Linked DNA regions of Capra hircus: region 2 is linked to region 1. Evidence: chromatin contacts called from public Hi-C data. All regions are on one chromosome and are shown on one strand. Each heading gives the region's core, a stretch centred on a gene start, on an enhancer-like site or on the middle of the called end of the contact. The rest is flanking DNA. Distances are from core to core; before and after follow the strand shown. Region 1 overlaps PML (protein PML). Region 2 overlaps STOML1 (stomatin-like protein 1).

Region 1 (4,968 bases), core at 619-3,118:
GCCTTGGATGCGGGGCCAACTCGAGGATACTGGTCCACAAGGCCTATGTTTTGTCCCCGTAGGGCCTCAGGTATAAAGTCCCAGAAAACTCAGGCTGCTTTAAGCCAAACCAGCTCTATCTGGACTCAGGGAGTGTCTGTTTTTATCAGTGCCTAGGAGGAAGTGGGAGAGGGCTATGAAATGCAAATAGAGCTGAAATCAGCCACTGGAAGGAAAATCCCAGCACATTTTAACTGTGGTTAGCAAAGACTTTGCACTTGGCTGAAGTTTCAGTAAAACAGCGGTTTCACCTGGAGAGTGGAAAGGCGGAAGACAGAAGGCTAGTTCTGCCCCAGGCCAGGGACAACAGCCAGAGGTCAGAGTTCAGAGAGGCCTCGGATGGCCCCGGCTGAGGCCAACTCCATCAGCCACCAGGGGCAGTCTGTCAGAGGGGAAGGTTGGGGCCTGCTCTGGACTCTGTCCCAAGCAGTGCCCTCAGCAGGCCCTGTGTCAATGGCCACACCCCTTCCCCCTGGTGTCTGGTTAATATCCACAGGTGACACAGGAAGTTCTGAGCGGGCCCCCAAAGCCTAGCTTTGCCAGGTGTGCAGATGATAAGCAATTAGCTCTATATTACAAAAGACTCTATCTCCCTCCTTCGCCCTAGCCCCTGGGGTTTAAATGCTTACAGCTAGAGCCCCTCCCACCCCCAGGGCCTTTCAACAGTATTCACACCTTGGTGCTGCAGAGAACAGAGCCTCAGGTGCCCAGCCTGGCGGAGCCCCGGCCTGCTTGCCTAAGCAGCTGTCTTCTGGACGCCAAATGGCAGAGGGCTCCCAGGTCTGAGCCTGCTTCTCTCCACTACTCTCACAGCCAGGCGCCATGTGCCCCGTAGAGGCGGCATCCCAGGAGCCGGGCGGCCCCCCTCTCCTTTGTGCAGGGTGCCGGGACCTCAGCTCACCTGGGGGACAAGAAAAGCCAGGCATCCTGCCCCTTCCAGAGAAACACCTGAGGTTCGAGATGGGACTCCTTCCCCCACCACCCCCCAGTTCACGATGTTTGTTCTGAGTCGGCTCAAGAAGTTGAAGCAAGGAGCAGACACATGGGGCCCTGCCCACCTCGGCCCCGACGCCTTCCCAGAGCCTACCCCCCCAGCCCTGCTCACCCATGTGCACACTCAGCCACACAGTATCGCACTTGCACACACACGTGTGTCAACACAGGCTCGCAAACCCACACCCCCCATACACACATACACACAATATTTGCATTCATTCCCACACTTTTTCACACTCACACTTCCCCCCATGATCCCATCCTATTCACGCACTGACACACGTGCCCTGGTTCACACGCATGACCCTCACACGTGCATATGCACATTCACATCCGTTCAGGCACTCGCTTGGATACGCCCCCTCCCTTTTCCAGTAACAGGCCCTCCCTGAGGCACACACAGACCACCCCCCATATCCACGTGCTCTCATCGCCCTCTACCCCACGCTCACGCACACACCAGCATGCACGCCTGTTCCCAGGGACCCAGCTCACATGGCCACTGCCCCCTTTCGGCCCCCACAGCCCCTGACCTGTTGATTTCTTCTGTGTTGCAGGACTCCCGAGAGCTGGCCGACAACAGCAGCGAGTCCAGTGACCTCCAGCTGGAGGGCCCCAGCTCCCTCGCAGTCCTGGACGACGGCCTCTCCAACTCCCTGGTGGAAGACAAGCCCCTGGTTTTCTTTGACCTCAAGATTGACAATGAAAGTGGGTTCTCCGGTGGCCACCCCCCAACCCTTTCTTGCTCAGTCCCTAAGTCCCCAGGATAAGTGCAGGCAGAGCCATCTGTGAGCTCGGGAGAGCCCTGAGCTGTGGCCAGAGGTTGCAGCCAGAGGGTGGTCAAAGCACCGCACCTCCCGGGGCCTCTCGGGTGTTTGAACTTGGTTCTCTGAATAAGGACGTCTGCTTTGACCAGGGCCTGAAGGCATGAGGCAGGCACCTCCATGAGTCCCTCCCTGACTGGTGCTTCCATTAGGGAGCCTTGGGAACACACTTGTAAACAGAAACGCAAGGTTGCCGAGGTGACACCAGCAATCCAAACACAGCCTTAGGCTGAGTACAGGGCCCATTCTTTCCAAGGTTGCTGCAGGGGCCGGCCAACAGAGCCAAGGTCACAGAGAGATGTGACCCCTTCTCCCTCAAATTCGCGGTGCTTACCCTAGCCCTGCGGGAGGCTAGGTCCCATCCAGTTGCCTGGGCTCAGCGTGGGGTCAGCCCAGGGAGACACAAACAGCGGGTATTTCACAGGACAGGGAAGCCATTTGCAGACCTCACTGGAAGATTCGGGACCATACTCTGAATGGAGTGGATTGGGCAAATGTGCTTTCTGACCCAGCGCTCTGATGGCTGGGGGCCTTAACTATGTGACTGATGGGGTTGGAGGTCGGGGGGAAAGGGAGTGGAGGGCTAGGCTGAAGCAGTGAGGGATCCCTAGGGTAGGTGGGTGGAGGCTGGCAGCAGACAGACTGGAGTGAAAGGGTTTGGTGGACTCCGGAAGGTGGCAGGGCAGGGGGGAGCAGGACTCCCGGCAGGGGAGGAAGGGGCCCTGGAGGGCAGCCCTACCTCCCCTTCTGACCCCCATCCCTATTGGAGCCAGGGTCAGAGCTGCGTTTGAGGCTGATGCTTGATTCCTGCCATCAGGCCCCAAAATGGGGTCTCTGGATGGTGGGGTTGGTGCCCCCCGCCATGCCCTTGAGGCCTCACGCTGCCATTCTCTCCTGCCCAGCCCAGAAGATTAGCCAGCTGGCAGCCGTGAACCAGGAAAGCCAGTTCCGCGCGCTCATCCAGCCCGAGGCGCTCAACGTGTACTCCAAGGCTGTCTCCCTAGAGGTGGGACTGCAGCACTTCCTGTACTTCCTGGCGAGCATGCACCAGCCCATCCTGGCCTGCTATAAGCTGTGGGGACCCAGTCTCCCCAGCTTCTTCCAGGCCCTGGAGGAGATGAACATGCTGGGGAAGTTCCAGAAGTCCATCTCGGGCTTCCTGGCCACCCTGCCCCTCATCCGGGAGTGCGTGCCGGGGGCCAGCAGCTTCAAACTCAAGAGCCTGGCCAAGACCTACCTGGCAAGAAACATGAGCGAACGCAGCGCCCTCGCGGCCGTGCTGGCCATGCGCGACCTGTGCCGACTCCTCGAGGTGTCCCCCGGCCCCCAGCTGGCCCCGCACATCCACCCCTTCAGCAGCCTGCAGTGCTTCTCATCCCTGCAGCCCCTGGTGCAGGCGGCCATCCTGCCCCGGGCCGAGGCCCGCTTGCTGGCCCTCCACAAGGTCACCTTCATAGAGCTGCTGACCGCACACCACCATGACCCCCAGGGCGGCCTGAAGAAGTACAACCGCTTCCTGAGCCTCCAGACTCCCACGTCGTCCCAGCCTGCACTCGACCTGCAGTCTCTGGGCACCTACTTCGAAGGCCTGCTGGGGGAGCCGGCCTCGGCAGGGGCAGGAGGCGTCGCTGCCCCTCCGGCTGGCCACAGCTTGGCAGAAAGGGCTACGCAGCAGACCTGAGGGGAGGGGCTGACTGGCTCAGACTCTCTGGGGACAGAGAGAGATGGGGTCCCTGAGCCAGCCCCTGCCCACCACAGCATCCCCAGGTCCAGTTATCTCCCTTGTCATTTGGTCCAGAATCACTTCTCCTTCTCCGGGACCAATTTCCACCTCTCTAAAAATTCCACAGAGAAGGTTCCAAGGCCAAGCAACCACCTGATGGGGGCCACAAGATCCCCGGGCGGCCTTGGGAGCACCATGAGTTAGCTCGAAGATCCCCTGGGCCTCCCACTCCGGGAGCCAGAAGCGGGGGCAGGGCAGGGTCCCTGATGAAGAAGGGCTGGCCGCTGGGCTCTCGAAGCAGCCCCCATATTGCCCCAGCCAACCGAGCCCAGCTTCCGGAGGGTCCCTTACTGCTCCTCCCTGAGCACTGGCATGGCCCCAGGGGCCCTGCTGACAGCACCCACGGACACTGCCTACACCACCAGGGGCCCCACGGGTACCAAAGTGCCTTTCAAACCAAACCTTCCCTGGGGGTTTGGGTTCTTCCAGCCTTTGCCTGCCCGGAGGCCAGCCCAGTTCATGTCCGCTCTGGGGCATTCTCACCCCCCAAGGGCCTCCTCTCAGCAGAGACAGGGCCTGCCACTCCCTGCCGCTCCCTGCCGCTCCCTGCTTCCAGACATGACCTTCCAAGCCTGCTTCCCTCCTGCTGGCCACACTGGGCCCTTCTGGCTCTCTGCAATGCCACTACCTGCCCCAAGGCCTCCCAAGGTGTGACCTCCAACCCAGCACTGCTCTCAGTGGAGTCCAGCGACCTGCAGCATGGGAATCTCTAGGGTGGGGCCCAGCAGGCTGCTTTAGCAGGTTCTCCAGATGATTCTGAGGCCCACCAGGTTTCAGCGCCATTGCTCTGATAGACTGCCCTCCCAGGAGAAGCAGTGTGGAGCAGCAGAGAAAGTCCTGGCCCTGACTCTGCGCTGAGTGGGACCCAGGAAAGGGCCCCTTCCTGAGCCCCCACGTCCCCACCTATAAAATGGGCTGGTTAGCCTGCATGGTCCCAGAGCTCCCATCTAGCCCCACCATTCATTCTGGGGTTTTAGGAATGAGCAGCAGGCCTCTGGGGCAGTGGTGAAGGAGGTTTTCATTCTTGAGCCCTTGGCCCCAACCCTAAGCTAACTAAGGCCCCCAAACTTGAGCAGAACACAGGCCGGTGGTCTCATCTCATAGTGGAACCACTGCCCCTTCCCCTCAGCCCCTCTGCCATCCCTCTTCCTTGACGCCCTGATCCTGGGGATACCCCCATGGCCTCAGCTTTCACACGCGTGAAGGCTGTGTGCCCACACCCCTGCCCCCATCCACTGGGGACCCTGAAGACCCACAGAGGGATCACATAGGAACTGGTTGCCATGTGAGAGTGCTGGCTCTGAAGCTCAGTAAAACTGGCGGCTG
Region 2 (4,968 bases), core at 715-3,214, 60 kb before region 1:
ATATGTGAAAGGTTATTACTGCATGATTGTTTGAAATAGCAAAACATAAAAATATAATCTGAATGTCTATCAATCCAAACCAGGTAAAATAAACTATGATACACCCATACAACTGAATCCTATGTAACTATTAATATAAAACTGAATAGGGAAAGTCTAGGTATGCAAATATGTAAAGACTCTCAAGCACAATGTTAAGTGAACAAATTAACATTGTATTTGCTATGTTGCCATTTCTGTAAAAAAAAAAAAAAAATCCCAAAAAACAATATATGTGGATTTTCTTGTAAGTGTATTTTTTTAAAACTCCAACTTCATTTTTTTTCGGCTGTGCAGCACAGCATGTGGGGTCTTAGCACCCTGGCCAGGGACTGAACCTGCACCCTCTGCAGTGGAAGCACAGAGCCTTAACCACTGGGCCACCAGGGAAATCCCCAGAGCCCAACTTCTGGAAGAATAACTTGGAAACTAATACCAGAGAATATCTGTTTGAAACTCCGTGGATGGAGTCAAGAGTATGAGGAACAATTTTTGCAGCTTGCCTTTTTAAACTTCTCTATTCAAAATTAAATCGGAGAGGGCAATGGCACCCCACTCCAGTACTCTTGCCTGGAGAATCCCACGGACGGAGGAGCCTAGTAGGCTGCAGTCCATGGGGTCGCTGAGAGTTGGACACAACTCAGTGACTTCACTTTCACTTTTCACTTTCATGCATTGGAGAAGGAAATGGCAACCCACTCCAGTGTTCTTGCCTGGAGAATCCCAGGGATGGGGGAGCCTGGTGGGCTGCCATCTATGGGGTCGCAGAGTCGGACACAACTGAAGCGACTTAGCAGCAGCAGCATTCAAAATTAAATACTTATTTTAAAAACAATATCAGAATAATGCATTATATATAGAAAAAGCATCACGTAACTGTTTGAGTTATCATTCTTCATCAAGTTACCTGGGGAAACAAATACAGGAAGAGTCTAATGCAGTAGAGGGGCATGGCTGGCATGAGGTATCAGTTACTACTACAAAAGCCCTGCACACATCCCCCCTCAGACTTTAGGTCCCAGTTCCCCAAATCAGAGGTGCCTGCTGTGGCCTCACAGGGACTTTCCCCTCTGCCGAGTGTCTCCCCCATTTCCTTTCTTCTCTCATCTCCATGTAAACTGTACCTTGGGATCAACTCCGCAGAAAGCTTTCTCTGATGGACACCCTTTCCTCCCCCGCCCCCTCACACCCTGGCCCCGTTAGGTACCCCTCGTTGCACCCCCACCCCCAGGGACTGCAGAGTCTGCTGGGTCCTCCGAAGCCCAGAGGCCTTGAGCCTGTGGGCTCCCTGTCCTGGAGCACTGGCCTCGTCAAGGAATGAGTTCCCCTCAATGGGATGAGGGCATTAACGGCTAGCAGCAGATTCTGCTCTCCACCCACACAGACATCTATAAAAGTTTCAGTTTCCCCTGGTGATGCTTGCTTCTCTGACACCCACAAAGAAAATCTGAGTTTCGGTTTCCCTTAAGCTGTCACGAGGCAGGCGCCTGGGGCTTCCCCTCTCACCCTGTGGGGCACTGTGTGCAGCAGCAGCGGAAAGAACAATGATGAACAGCTCAGGCAGGAAGCTCAAGGTCCCACAGGGAGGGCGGACACTCACACGAGAGCAGTAACAGAGACACTGGGGAATGGGCACAAAGACAGCCCCGAAGCAGTCGGGGAGCCCAGGCCCCACTGGGGCTCATGGGTGGTGGGGATTGGAAGGAAGGCTTTTGAACAGGCAGCCCCAGCTGGGCGGCCTCCCGAGAGGTGGAGAGAGGGACAGGGGGCGGTCAGCAGCCTGGGGCTCTGGCCCTTCAGGGAGGGGCCCTGGGGCTGAAACCGAAACCCAGTGGCAGTTTGGTCTACTCCAGGAGGACCTACAAGAGGCGGGCCAAGACAAGCACTGGCAGGAACCAAAGGGTAAACTGGATGGAGCCTGGTGCCAAGGCAGCTGGGCAGGGGCCTGTCAGGGAAGGCTTGGTGCCAGAGGACAAGCCAGAGGCTGTTCCTCAAAGAGGAGGCTCAAATTTCTGTGGGTTTTTTTTCACAAGCCTCTCTGGGATGTGAGATTCATTCCTTAGAACTCAAGATGTTTAAGGCCCTCCTTCTCTGGGGTCCCTGGGGTTTGGGCCGGACCAATGGGGAAACAGTGACCAGGGGTACAGCAGGAGGGGCAGGAGATGGCAGCTCCATCTCCCCTCGAGTGTGAGGAGTCCCTGCCCTTCGCTGGATGAACGGTTTGCCCGACCAGCGCTGTGACACCCACATCCTTCCTGCAAAGCTCTCCCCAGACTATAAAGAGGAACAGAGTGCCTGCTCCTGCCTGCTTTCAAGGCCCTTGTCAGGAAGGGGAACTGTGGGTGATTCCAGATCACTGTTGGGGCTCGGGTCACCCTTCAGGGCCTGGGTCCCGGGCTGGCAGCTCGGACATCACCTCGGAGCCCTCTTCCCCACCCCCATGTCCCCTGTTGCTCTCCAGATACATTGTAAACAGCACGTTTATTTGAGGTTTTCAAACCTCTGGTAAGAAGCACAAGAACAGCAGGGCTCTCCGTCATGCTGCCCTGGCCCCAGCCAGTCAGGCATGCAAGACTGAGGCTGGGAGATGAGTCAGGACACCCTCAGGAGCAGGGCCAGAGAGACACTGCCCTGACCCCCTGTCTTCCCCCCCTCCCCCAGTCTGGGCCTGGATTGCAATCAGTAAGGCAGACCCAGCCCAATCTCAGATCCCTCCCAATGCAGGGACCTCTGCTTGGTCCCTTCTCTCTCCCTCCCCGAGCTGCTCTGACCCCCCTCTCTGACCCCCTCTCCTGGAACTTGGAGCCTGAGTCACATGCAGAGCTCCCTCACACCAGGACCAAACCAGCTGCTGTTGGGCTGTTTCCGTCAGCCCCTCCTCTCCAGCCAGGTCGCCAGAGGAGCAGAGCAGGCCTGGCTCTCCTGTCATTGCCTGGTACCCAGTTCAGGTAGGGCACTCGGCAGGGGACCAGGATCAGCAAATGCTTGCTAAGAGAACCACTGTGGGTGAGAAGGGCAGGGCTGCCCGACTCAGCCTCTCCTAGCTCCAGTGTCTCCCAGCCTCCACTCACTGTCTCCCGCTGGGTCTGACACTCCTCAGGGCTTCAACAATCCAAGGTGCAGTGCCAGAGCCTCTGCCTCCAAGATGTCTCCCTGGCTTGGTGCCCAGCTCGGGGCCGGGCTACTGACAGGCAGCCAAACCTGCTACTTCAAGGCCTTGAGGACAGCCTCCAGCTTCATGGCCACAGCCAGGTCGCCCTTCACCTTCAACCGCCCACTCATGTAGGCCCCCAGGGGCCGCAGCTCCCTGCACAACAGGGCCCGTAGGTCCTCCTCGGACAGCTCCACCACCACGTCGGGGATGACATCAGGCACTCCGCGTCCCACCCTCCCTTGCCCTGTGGGGAGAAAGAAAACTGAGAATCAGTGAGGGGACAGCTATGCTACAGGGGGTAGAAGAGGTCAGCACGTCCCACTGGGAGGGGTGGAAAGAGTGGCTAAGAGCTCAGGTGCTAATACCCAGGGTTCAAGTCCTACTGACTGTGTGATCACTCAGAGCCTCAGTTTCCAAACTGGTGAGATGAGGATGATAATAATCACTAAGTCACCGGTTTATGATGAGAAGTAGGTGACATGATGCGCAAAACACACTCAGACAGAGCCTGGCACGAACAGGCCTGCAACGTGTGCAGGGCTGTTGGTCCAGGCAGCTGGGCCATCCGGGCAGTCCTGCTCATGGGGATGGGACAGGGAGCCCAAGGCCTGGGCAGTCACTGCCTGCAAATGCCATCTGAGCTCCTGATAGCTATGGGTTTGCCCTAAACTGCTGGCAGGAATAGGACCTGGTCTAAAAAGGACCACAGGTGGTAGGGCTATGAGCAACCCCAGTGGGGAAGGAGAGGGCAGGGAGGGCAGCGGCACCTGCAGTGAGATCCAGGAAATAGATGCTCTGGGGGCCGCTGGGCAGGATGACATTGAACTGGTAGCAGGCCCCGACCTGGCTGACCAGGGCCTCTGACAGGATGGGCTTCAGAGCCGACAGCAGCCCCTCGGCCACAGGTTGCTTGGGGCTGGACCCAGCACCCCCGTGAGGTGCAGACGGCTCAACCTCGCTCACCATCTCCAAGGTATCTGCTGGTGGTGGCCAATGGGATTGGGGAGGGAGGCAGAGAGAAGGAAGTCAGTGCGCTGCCAAGGTCAGCATGACGGTAGCCCTCATGCTTCCACAGCGCTCTCTCTTACACCCACTGCAGGCCTGCGTTCAGTTTCTTCCTCTGCTAAGAGGCTGCCCTTGAGTTTCTAGCCATAACCCCAACCCCCATTTCTAAATCACTCCAGCCTTAAGTCTTAAACTCTCTTCTGGATGCTGTTGCTTCCTCCCATGGAGGCTCCCAAAGGCCTCCGCACACTCAGACTCTTCTCATTACCTTAGTTCTAGTCAGCTCTAGAATCAGGGTGGCTGGAACAGCTGGGCAGGGTGTGCACTGCACAAGGTGCTTGGTTAAAGGAACAAGAGGCGAAACTCAGTCTATGCTGGGCACGAACCTGAACGCCCAGCGGGGGAAACCACCCTTTCCCTGAGGCTCCTCACCTGGTCCAGGGCGCGGGGCGCCTCCTGCCACTGAAGGCACACTGCCTCCCAGGAAGTGGAGGGCCAGCTGCTGCAGGGTGCTGTCCAGGCTGGGCCCTGCTGGGCTGTCCTGGGGTGGCTGGAGCACGGCCTCCACTGCCAGCTCCACGCGGTCCACCTCCAGCCCCCAGGCCCTGGTCACATCGTTGATCTCCAGCTGGAGGAAGTGTGGGAAGAAATGGCACTCATTCCACAAAGGTCCCATTCAGAGCACCTTCTTTAGGCAGGCTGGTGTGGCCACAGTGACCCAACAGGTGCCAGGCCAGCCCTTGAGAAGTGCCCAGCCTGGACGGAGGCAG

The links. A called contact is a pair of places that touch in the nucleus more often than the background predicts.
Region 2: a contact with region 1 is called in a Hi-C map of liver, with 5 times the contacts expected there. The contact joins two enhancer-like sites. A contact is called at or near these places in 2 of 5 Hi-C or Micro-C datasets (blood and liver).

The regions. Positions count from the first base shown.
Region 1 is chr21:34,016,456-34,021,423 of ARS1.2, reverse strand. It overlaps PML (protein PML), which reads left to right. Exons shown (of 9, transcript XM_005695149.3): 8 at 1,593-1,743; 9 at 2,762-4,968. The coding sequence ends at 3,540. Among named protein-coding and RNA genes, the nearest start is that of ISLR2, 7.9 kb to the right of the region's middle. Within about 2 kb of position 1,868, at least 3 of the 5 cell types and tissues checked have an H3K27ac peak or open chromatin away from gene starts, as enhancers often do.
Region 2 is chr21:34,077,052-34,082,019 of ARS1.2, reverse strand. STOML1 (stomatin-like protein 1) reads right to left here. Exons shown (of 7, transcript XM_005695157.3): 5 at 4,631-4,826; 6 at 3,961-4,173; 7 at 2,502-3,437. The coding sequence ends at 3,244. Among named protein-coding and RNA genes, the nearest start is that of STOML1, 9.2 kb to the right of the region's middle. Within about 2 kb of position 1,964, at least 5 of the 5 cell types and tissues checked have an H3K27ac peak or open chromatin away from gene starts, as enhancers often do.